Linked DNA regions of Gossypium hirsutum: all the other regions are linked to region 3. Evidence: chromatin contacts called from public Hi-C data. All regions are on one chromosome and are shown on one strand. Each heading gives the region's core, a stretch centred on a gene start, on an enhancer-like site or on the middle of the called end of the contact. The rest is flanking DNA. Distances are from core to core; before and after follow the strand shown.

Evidence for each region. Hi-C and Micro-C count contacts between places; a contact is called where the count stands out from the background.
Region 1: a Hi-C map of leaf shows a contact between it and region 3, with 2.3 times the contacts expected there. The contact joins the promoter of LOC107953709 here to the promoter of LOC107950640 in region 3. A contact is called at or near these places in 3 of 34 Hi-C or Micro-C datasets (all in leaf).
Region 2: a Hi-C map of hypocotyl shows a contact between it and region 3, with 3 times the contacts expected there. The contact joins the promoter of LOC107950661 here to the promoter of LOC107950640 in region 3. A contact is called at or near these places in 11 of 34 Hi-C or Micro-C datasets (anther, callus, hypocotyl and 3 more).

What each region holds. Positions count from the first base shown.
Region 1 is chrA08:8,232,354-8,235,422 of Gossypium_hirsutum_v2.1, reverse strand. LOC107953709 reads right to left here and starts at 1,650. Exons shown (of 3, transcript XM_016889099.1): 1 at 1,525-1,650; 2 at 1,364-1,452; 3 at 1,007-1,282. The coding sequence starts at 1,548. The coding sequence ends at 1,135. LOC107950686 (pentatricopeptide repeat-containing protein At3g53170) reads right to left here. Exons shown (of 3, transcript XM_016885593.2): 3 at 1,847-3,069.
Region 2 is chrA08:8,129,364-8,132,528 of Gossypium_hirsutum_v2.1, reverse strand. It overlaps LOC107950661 (DNA-directed RNA polymerases II, IV and V subunit 11), which reads right to left and starts at 1,331. Exons shown (of 5, transcript XM_016885545.2): 1 at 1,130-1,331; 2 at 970-1,059; 3 at 769-847; 4 at 558-653. The coding sequence starts at 1,182. It overlaps LOC107950651 (polygalacturonase QRT2), which reads right to left. Exons shown (of 9, transcript XM_016885535.2): 8 at 3,014-3,130; 9 at 2,605-2,933. The coding sequence ends at 2,706.
Region 3 is chrA08:7,991,383-7,994,620 of Gossypium_hirsutum_v2.1, reverse strand. It overlaps LOC107950640 (nuclear transcription factor Y subunit A-1), which reads right to left and starts at 1,705. Exons shown (of 7, transcript XM_016885527.2): 1 at 1,523-1,705; 2 at 913-1,125; 3 at 459-598; 4 at 185-256. The coding sequence starts at 1,087.

The sequences.
Region 1 (3,069 bases), core at 401-2,900, 240 kb before region 3:
TTTGATTAGCAACACAAAGGTAACTTCAGGAATTTACTGAAATCATCTAAAATGAATTAAGATCCAAGATTTATATGAATGAAACCGTTCATAATTTTGAGCTTAACATATTTTCTGTATCCCAAATAATTTATCACATTTGTCATTCTTGCTTAGATTTTTTGTCCCCTGATTTCTCAAATTAGGTATATATATATGATATTTTGTAATATGAGTTTTGGAATGTAATTCAATTTTGATAGTTGAATTTCAAAAATGTTGTTTTTGTTCGGCTATAAATAATTTGTTTGATTGTTTTTCATGAAATTATTATAAAATTAGGAGAGGAAATGATAACAACAAAGTCTGAACGTTGGTCTTTAAAGTGTCCAACCATTGTTATTGGGAAAATTAATAAAAACTGCTTTATATAATTCGGTAACCCTAAATATATGCTTTGTTTTGCTTTTATCTCCTAAAATCACCATACTCTAACCTTATCAATGAGAGTTATACATAGCATTATCGACATCTACTTAAAAATATAAATACTTGTTATTTTTTTATTTACTACAAACGTTTGGATATCTCTAACATACAACATACCTATTGTCATAGGAGTTTTTTAATCTATCAGCATCTGGTTTTTTACTTTAATCTGTGAAATTTTGTTTAGATTAATTAAATTTTTTTCCATCATATATGTGAGTAGAATGATTGAAATATTATTAATTTGAAGATTTTAAAGTTTATAGACTATGAATGACATCAATATAGCATCCAGAGCCACCAAAACAGCCTGCTTTGCTCTCAATGCCCTCAACAGCAGCCCCGCTCTTCTTATAATTTTTCTAATAAACGTCACTTTAATTATCTTTTTCATATATTATATTGTTACGTTGCGTCCGAATTATCCAAGTAAAGATTGTAATTATTTTGTGCTCATATTTTGGAATCTTGCAATTTCAGCCTAGTTATAGCAACCTACATGTGTCATATGTAGTAAATAATTTGTTATATACAAATATAAATATAAACCTTAGTTCTTTATTCAATCCAAATAAAACCCCAAAAAAATGCAAAATACATATTGATATCTTGTTATTCATACACAAATTCATGTAAACCAGAGAGGGTATAATCCATTTGAACTGCTCATTTATCTTCAGAGAAGAAATGGTTAATGGCTGGCATGACTTCAGGGGGACGTGTTCTTAGGAATTTACGAAGCCCATGTTCTGCATATTTTTCTCCTTCCTTATAGTTTTCTAGCACTGCTTGGCTACGATCAGATTTGTTGATCCTGCAAAAAATTAACAATTTTGAGACCCAAAAATATACTTGTTTACGTAAGAAAAATTATGATTAAAAAACAAAAAAGTACCTGGCAGCAGGATTTAAGAAAACGTTCCTTGTAAGCTGAAAGATACACATGCTAGTTACAAAGGCCATGGCTCCTACTAGAGGGTACACCTAAGAAAAAAAAAAGCCAATTAACCAAAGAAAATAAAATAATAAAATATAAATTATTCATTTTGTCCATACCTCTGGCTTCATCCAACGCCCCATAATGAACACTTTTTTCTTTTTTCGTGTGGTTGGTGAAAATAAACCTTGAAAAACTGTAGGGTGGATTTGTTTTGTATAGGCAGAATTTGGTGATTGAAAGTGCAATTTGAGTATTTATATGAAAAAGGCAGGCCAGGGAAGTTTACGATGGCTGGTTGGCTTGACCTGTATTTCAGTGGGCTACATTTAATATTTTGACTTAACCCTTAAAATGAGACCCAAAACCATGTGCTAAAGCCTATGGTTTTTTCTTGAGTTGATAACTTTGGAATATATTATCTTTTATTGCCTTATTGGCCTTGACTAATTTGGGTTTCTTTGAATTTAATGACTCTATAGAATGTTCCCAGTTCGTTTTTAGAACAAATCCAATTAGAACTTTTTAAAAAAAAATTAAATTTAGTAATCCCAAGGAACTAAGAAGATCATTTCCTTTCTTTCTTGATATTAGAAATTTCTTAAGGACATGGACTTTTTCTGTGTGGCTGTTCCAAATATACCCATCATTACAATCGGTTAATTTCTTAAGTTGCTATTCAATTAAAAAAGAAAATTCAACCTAAGCTTATCTCTCACATCTTTGATGACATTTATTATAGTATGAAATTAACAAATCAAATTATATTTGGACAGATTCACTATAAAGATCAAATTCATGCCATTACTTAATATCTTCTTCATGCGTTGCTTACAGTTCTGTTAGAAGCGTGGCCGTAAACATGACAGTACTAAGAACTCATTAACAACTCCATATCCCTCAAACAAAAGGGTGATCTTAGCTACACATGCCTTGCAATGATGTCCCAAACCCTACCAACTCAGATTTCACCTGCAATGTGTAAATGTATATACCTACTCTTGTATTGCATGAGTTCGAGTTAAGAGAGGACATTGGTTAAAGTTTGCACCCCAATGCTGCTTCGGCTTCAGAAAGTTAAAAAAGTTTCATATTATTGGGCTCTGCCTGTGCTCATCAGGGTGTCTGCTCAGATTGATAGCTCCATTAGAAGTTTCTTAGTTGGTTCAGTTAGAGAGAGAGAAAGGTCTCAACTGTCAACCATGAATGGCCCCAATTCAACACAAAGTACCCAAACCTAACGGCTATACCTGATCCTGTTCCAACACAAAATATTTACATACTAGTATATATAACAAATGGTTTTGCTTTCTTTCGCATTACACTATGACAAACAGATTTACATTCCACTAATTAGGAACTTTTCCCCCCTAAGGCCTTAAAAATACAAATGCAATGCAATGATATACAAAAGTAACGGAAGGAAGGGCATGGTTAGAAAGTAGTACCAGCCTCCTTCCTCAGTAGTCATCAGTTCGACAACCATCTTCCTCTCATTGCTCCCCGCACCTTCTACAGAAACTGCAAGTTGCAAATCAACATTCTTCAATGATTATTGTCCTACACATTACTTTTCCAAGTATGTTTATCTGATTGGTACATGCCCATTTCATAATCATAGTTCTTTAGTTAATCCATCTAATGGACACATCTCAATCAAATAA
Region 2 (3,165 bases), core at 82-2,581, 140 kb before region 3:
GAAATATAAAAAGCATAAGGATGAAGCTCAATACAAGCACGAAACTCACCAGAACTATCAAAATGAATGATTTTTAACATTAATATATCAATAAAATATTCAATTTTAAGTAAATTGGTAGTTATGTCATATGTGAAAGCTTCTGTTGGGTGTTTGTGTGTGAGACACACACACACACACAAAGAGAAAGAGAGAGAGAGAGAGAGAGAGAGAGAATTATAATCCTAATTTGTCACAGGTTCGTGAAAGTGCACCCTAAGCAGATCATTCTAATTGGACAAGTGAAGAAGTGATGCAAGCAATTTTATGAGTAGAGTTATATAGGCAAACTGATGACTAATCTACAATAAGAAAAAAGGTACTTTAATAGGAAATATGATAGTTATCACAAGTCATCGGTTGGAGAAGTAGTGGTATAAGTACTTGAATTTCTTCATGGAATTTTAAGTTAGATTATATTAACTACCTTGCAGTCGGATACAAAAGCAATTTCCCCTATGTAAACGAAATTTAACCGACAGTAGCACTAGTAAGTTATGAAGAAAGACAAATGTCACCTCAAATGCACTCTTCAGATGATCAAGTTCCTTATCCAGATCGTTTATAGCCTGATTATATGCTTGCATTGGAGAAGACTGACTGGTTGTGTGGATCTACGAAATTGCATCAAATTGGTTAAAACCCGAAAACAACTGGCACCGGAATGCATTCGATAAAATCCAAAAAATTAATAGCGTTTAGCCCTATCCAACAAAGAAAAAGACTAACCCTAACAAGGATTTTGTACTGCAGAGGGTGAGGAAGCTTGTAGCCAGCAAACAAAACGTTCTCATCTCCATGCAATTGCCTGATTGTTTATCACCGTTAACAATAAAGGGAGGAAAAGACAAATAATTAGGAGCTTAATCCAGCAAAAATAAGCAAAAAGAGACGAAGTTTGAAAGGGGACGAATATCGTATGATGCGTACATTCGGAGGATGTTGCCGATGGTGTGGTCTTCTCTCTCGATTGTGAAGGTGGCCGCATTTATTATTTTGGTGTCTCTCTCGTAAGAAACCCTAAAAATTTAACCAACAAATATGTAGCAGTGAGTTTGATAAACAGAGGATTTAGGGATAAAGAGCCTACTTTTTGGTCCCCTCGGGGACGACGAATCTCTCGTAACGGTCGGGGGCGTTCATGGCCTTCTCACTCTTTCTCTTCTCTTCTGCAAACTCTTGCTCTCACCGCCGCCGGAGAAAATCAAAATGGTTTGGTGGCTCAGCCTCGGTGCCAGTGTAACTGTTGCATGAAATGGGAAGACCCCGTGGGAATGAGTCATTACGATGTCGTTTCAACTTGTGCTTAAGAAAAATAATATCTCAAAAATTAATTTTCCTCCCTCTACTCTATTGGTTAAAGTTTATTACAAGTCCCTCTATCATATCATATCATCAAGTTCATTTTAATTTCTATATTTGAAAAACTAACATTTTAGTCCTTACACATTAATTTTATTGTTAATAAAATGACGTGATTTAACGATGACTGATGTAGTATTAAATCAAATTAAATTGTTACATATCAGCTTTGAAGGTTTTACCCCAAATTAAATTCATAGAATTTGAATATTAGATGTGTGCTAGCTTTACAAATATCTTAAACACAATACCAATTTTTCTGCTAGTTAAACTTGAACCTACTTAATTTGTAGGGGAGAAGCCAAAAAATTCTTTTTGCGCTGAAATTAAATTATAAATTTCAATAGCCTAAATATTTATAATTTTTAAATGATTAAATCAAAATTTTATTATTTTTAAGGGGCTAAAGTGCTATTTTAATTTTATTAATTTAAAATTTTAACATTTTTAAAGGAACTAAATGAATAATTTTTCAAGGGGCGAAGCTAGAAGATATTTTTAAAGGCTTAAATTAAATTATAATTTTCAATAGTCTAAATATTTATAATTTTTAAAGGATTAAATCAAAATTTTATATTTTTAAGGTGTCAAATATAATTTTATCTTTATTAATCTAAATTTTTTAAATTTTTAAAAGAATTAAATAAACAATTTTTTATTTTAGATGTCCCTAATTACGGCACTGTTGATTTGTATAATTAAGTTCACTTATAAAGATTCATTTTATATGTTCTCCTTTGGCTCTCCTCCAACTTTTGGATGATAATATCATATCAGAATTTAACAATTAATATCATATATTCTCATTTCTAAATTTTTTCATTTTTCTTCTGCATTTTTTTTTGGTAGAAACAGTAGAGTTAGAAATTACAGGATCTTCTAGAATATTAAGTTTAGGTAAAGTGGTTAAAGTGGTTAAGTTATTAGTTTGGCTAAGTTATTAGTTTGGTTAAAGTGGGGGAAGTTAAGAAAACAATGCCCCTCTTCTAATTTTATGTATATTACTTATAAAATATTTTATTATTTTAGTATCACTCATTATTTGGGTTACAGTTCAGTTAAAAAATTATTAAAAAATTTATTTTATTTATAAAAAATATATAGATACTAGGTGAAGCTAAAACAAAAACAATTCAATTGCTAAAACTATCCACAAAATGTGGTTTTTTTTTTTTATACTTTCGATGCGTTTGGCAACAAGTATTTTAACATACACAAAATCACTCAAATATTTATACTATGATCAAGTATTTTAACATTATACATGTTATATATAGTAGACCAATAGATAATTTTCTCCTAATTTAGGATTGAGATGAGCAGGGTGGTGAAACATCTCCTCGATAAGATAATATAACATTAGCACATGAAGATGAAGCTTGTTTAGTTTCTTCAGCCTTTAAAGCTACATTTTGCAAATAGATCTGCCGGCAAGGAAAACTCTGGCTGCAGTCGAATTTCATGGCCACGTTCGAGGCACTTGTTCCTCTGATGTTTTGGTAAAGTACATTGCTCACTTGTACCGCTGATGTCTGAACACATATAATTTATTTAATGCCTTGGCGTTTAAGGGTTCGTGTTTAAGTGAATAGATAGGTAAAGGAATTTTAACCTGTTTGCGACATGGTTTTTCTTGATCACAATAATTTTGATCAATGATTATAGGGTTACTGACGTTGTACATCAAGATGTTTTGAAATTTTATGTTTTTGGCATATCCTGATCCTCCCTGTAATAGAATTTTCGATCATATTAATTGAAATT
Region 3 (3,238 bases), core at 456-2,955:
AAGTAGAAGCATCACCAATGCAAAAGCTTTTGTTAAAGTATACAAAGTGATCTAATGAATTCTAGGGCAAAAGGATACAAGATATTCTAATAATCAGATGCCTCTATCTACTACAAAATAATAGTCGATAAATTGTCTTTTCCTGCTATTCAATACAACTCAAAACAAAAGACTCAGATCATACCATTATTTGTGGCCCATATGAAGCCAGTATTCCACTGTACTGCGAATCTGAACAGGGGTAAGATTTCAAGACCTGAAAGGTTTGAAGCAAAATTTCTTCCGCAGTCAAAGTGAGACTCAATATGAACTAATAGAAATTTAAAGAATAAAAAAGTAGTTTGACTGCTAAAATACATGGATGGATGCATGTCAGTGCAAGCTCGTGACCGCTCCTATAGGTATGGTATGTAAATGTGTGAATGGGTTTGTCTGAGTAAGAGAGAGAGAGGACTTACAATTGAGTGGCCAGCTAGTTCCATTTGGGAATTTGGTTCAAGGTGTTCAACCAATGTAAGGGGGGCTGCAGAAGGGACATGCTTGAGGGCTGCAGAAGGGACATGCTTGAGATATTGTTCATCATGTCCATTTCGCCCATCTGATCCAGAAACAAAGAATACATCAAAATGTAATGAGTACATGGTATGAATCAATTTTTATACAAGAAGCAGAGATATCACATGGCACTAGTTATTATTGTCACATGGCACTACGTAAGAAACTGAGACAGATCGTATAAAGTTATTAAGACCACTAAAAACGACGCTCCATCGATACCAAATTACATAATTCACTAGGTCCCAAAACTGATGTCTTGTTAGCATAAAAAAAAGAAGCATCATCCCATCTTTAACTAATACGAGAAATCCAAGTAGTGATCCTACACTAATCAGATTCTCTTAACTGGATTACCTCCATCTGCTGTTGGACCATTTTTTTTCTCTGCAGAGGTTGACTTTGAAGCAGCTTCACCTAAGAGGTCAATCCCTACTGCTTTCCACCAGGGCTCCAAGGAGGCAGTTGAGTTCAACACACTTTGAGCACCATGGTGCATCCGTTGATCTTCATTCCGCGGTTTTGCTGGCATTATTCACTACTTTACTCTGGGAATCAGAAGCCCAGCCCCTTAAAAAAACAGAGAAACGGACACAAGAAATGAACAAATACAATTTAGAGACCTAATTAACAAAACAGAGAAACAGAGTGAATTGAAGTCCAGCTGAACTTAATACAACTAAGTAATTAGATTTCTAATTTTGCATTTTGGGCACGACTAATTCTAGCCCCCCATAAATCGTGTAAATATTCTTTCCTCCAATTTTCTCATAAACCAAAGACGAAACTCACATAACATCAAAGAAGAAAAAGAAAATTGACGAGTTGAGTGATTAAAAACCCTAAAGTAATCGTCTTCGAAATATTGGATCAAATCTAGGGAAAAAAGAAGAAGAAGAAAGATCATTTCGAGAGGAAAAAGTTGAAAAAACAAAAAAGAATATTTGGATAAATGCAGAGGACTTACTGTAGGAAAAGCATGGAAGGAAGAGGGGCTGAAAGGATTTGATTTTGAGAAGCAAAGATCACAGAGATTGGTCCATTTTGCGCTCTATCTATGCAACCTTAACAGAGACATGGCGACAGGCATTGATTTTCTTTTTTAATGGGTAGGCGGCATTCAAATTTTTTTTTCTTTTTTTAATTCTGCAGCACGTTCAAATTTTTCACATTTCAATTTGATTGATATACAAAGGTCTGATTTTATTAATTATGTATTTTAGAAAAATTAAAAAATTAAATTTTTTTATATTTGGTTTCGTATTTTATAAAAGTTTAAAATTATATTATTTTTCGATTTTTTTGAAAGAGTTAATTTCGTTTTATTTTATCAAAATATAAATTTTGCATTTTTTATTAAAAATTATATGGTATTTTTCATAATTTAAGTTTTAATTATAAATTTTAAAACGATTCCTATTTATGAACCACAAAATAATTAAGAAAAAAACATGAATAATAAAAAAAATATCTTATCCGAGTGACATGTATCTATACCTAAACCTAACAGTGCAAAATAGGTTTGGTTGTGGACATTTAAAATTACGAAAAGAAAGCAAGCTGAAGATCAAACTCAAATATGTTGGATTGGTATTATGGATAAGCAATTAAGCACGTAGTGGAAGTTCCAACTTACAACAAGCAGCGGTCCCACTAATATTCATCACTTAAATCTATAACTTTTTTATTACTTAATCCAATCCAACCAAACTAACCTTTATATGCCTACATTTTATACCACTTCATAATATCGAATATAAATATATAGAGAGAGAGAGAGAGTTTTGATTAATTAACTTCAATTAAAATAAATTAATTGAAAATTGAAAATTTCTATAGGGAAAATTCTCTTTCTAAACCCAAAATTTTCAATTTGTTGTTAAATCCACGGAGAGTCAAACGGTTTCTACAGGGAATAAACTAATAATAAAAATGGCCATCGGCCAGCACCACCATTTTTGTATTACATGAATAAAATATATAGGCAAGCTGAATGACCGGCAAAAATCCCCCTTCTTGATGATAATCATTAAGAGACACATGGATTGATCCAAAATTGATATTTAAAAACAAACCCCACTTTATTATTTTTTTTTTCATTTAAATATCATTTTCGTTTGTGTTTAAGGATAGCGGCCCCATTAACATTCTATAACTATCATCACCCTCTATATTATATTTATTTTTTTAATCAAATTAATAAGTGGGACATTAATTTAATTAATTTTTTTAAAAGATGTTTTTTATTTAAAAATATAAAATGTTGATTATTTTTTATTTTTTTTGTATAAAATCTACACACAAAAATTTAAATATGTTATACGGTACGTTTGAATGTCTCTCACGTCTTCTCGTATGAGCACCTCTTGCAACCATGAAAAAGGTATCATCGTGATGCCAATAAGAATGTCTATTACATCAAATCCAATCTTACTATGTTTCAAACTTTCCAAGGTAACCAATTTCGAAAAAAGTCATATTTGGGCCAACCTCTAATTTGGGTTTAAATTTGATAATACTAAAGGTGCAATCATAAGATTAAGGGTCCACTACCCCAAGCCCTCATTCATATGTAAATAACTCTTTTTAATAAAGAGAAAGGAACAAGACCAAATGCATAACCTATACTCTACACATAATTCTAAATCACTAATTTTAGTGACTCTTCACACTATCTAGGATG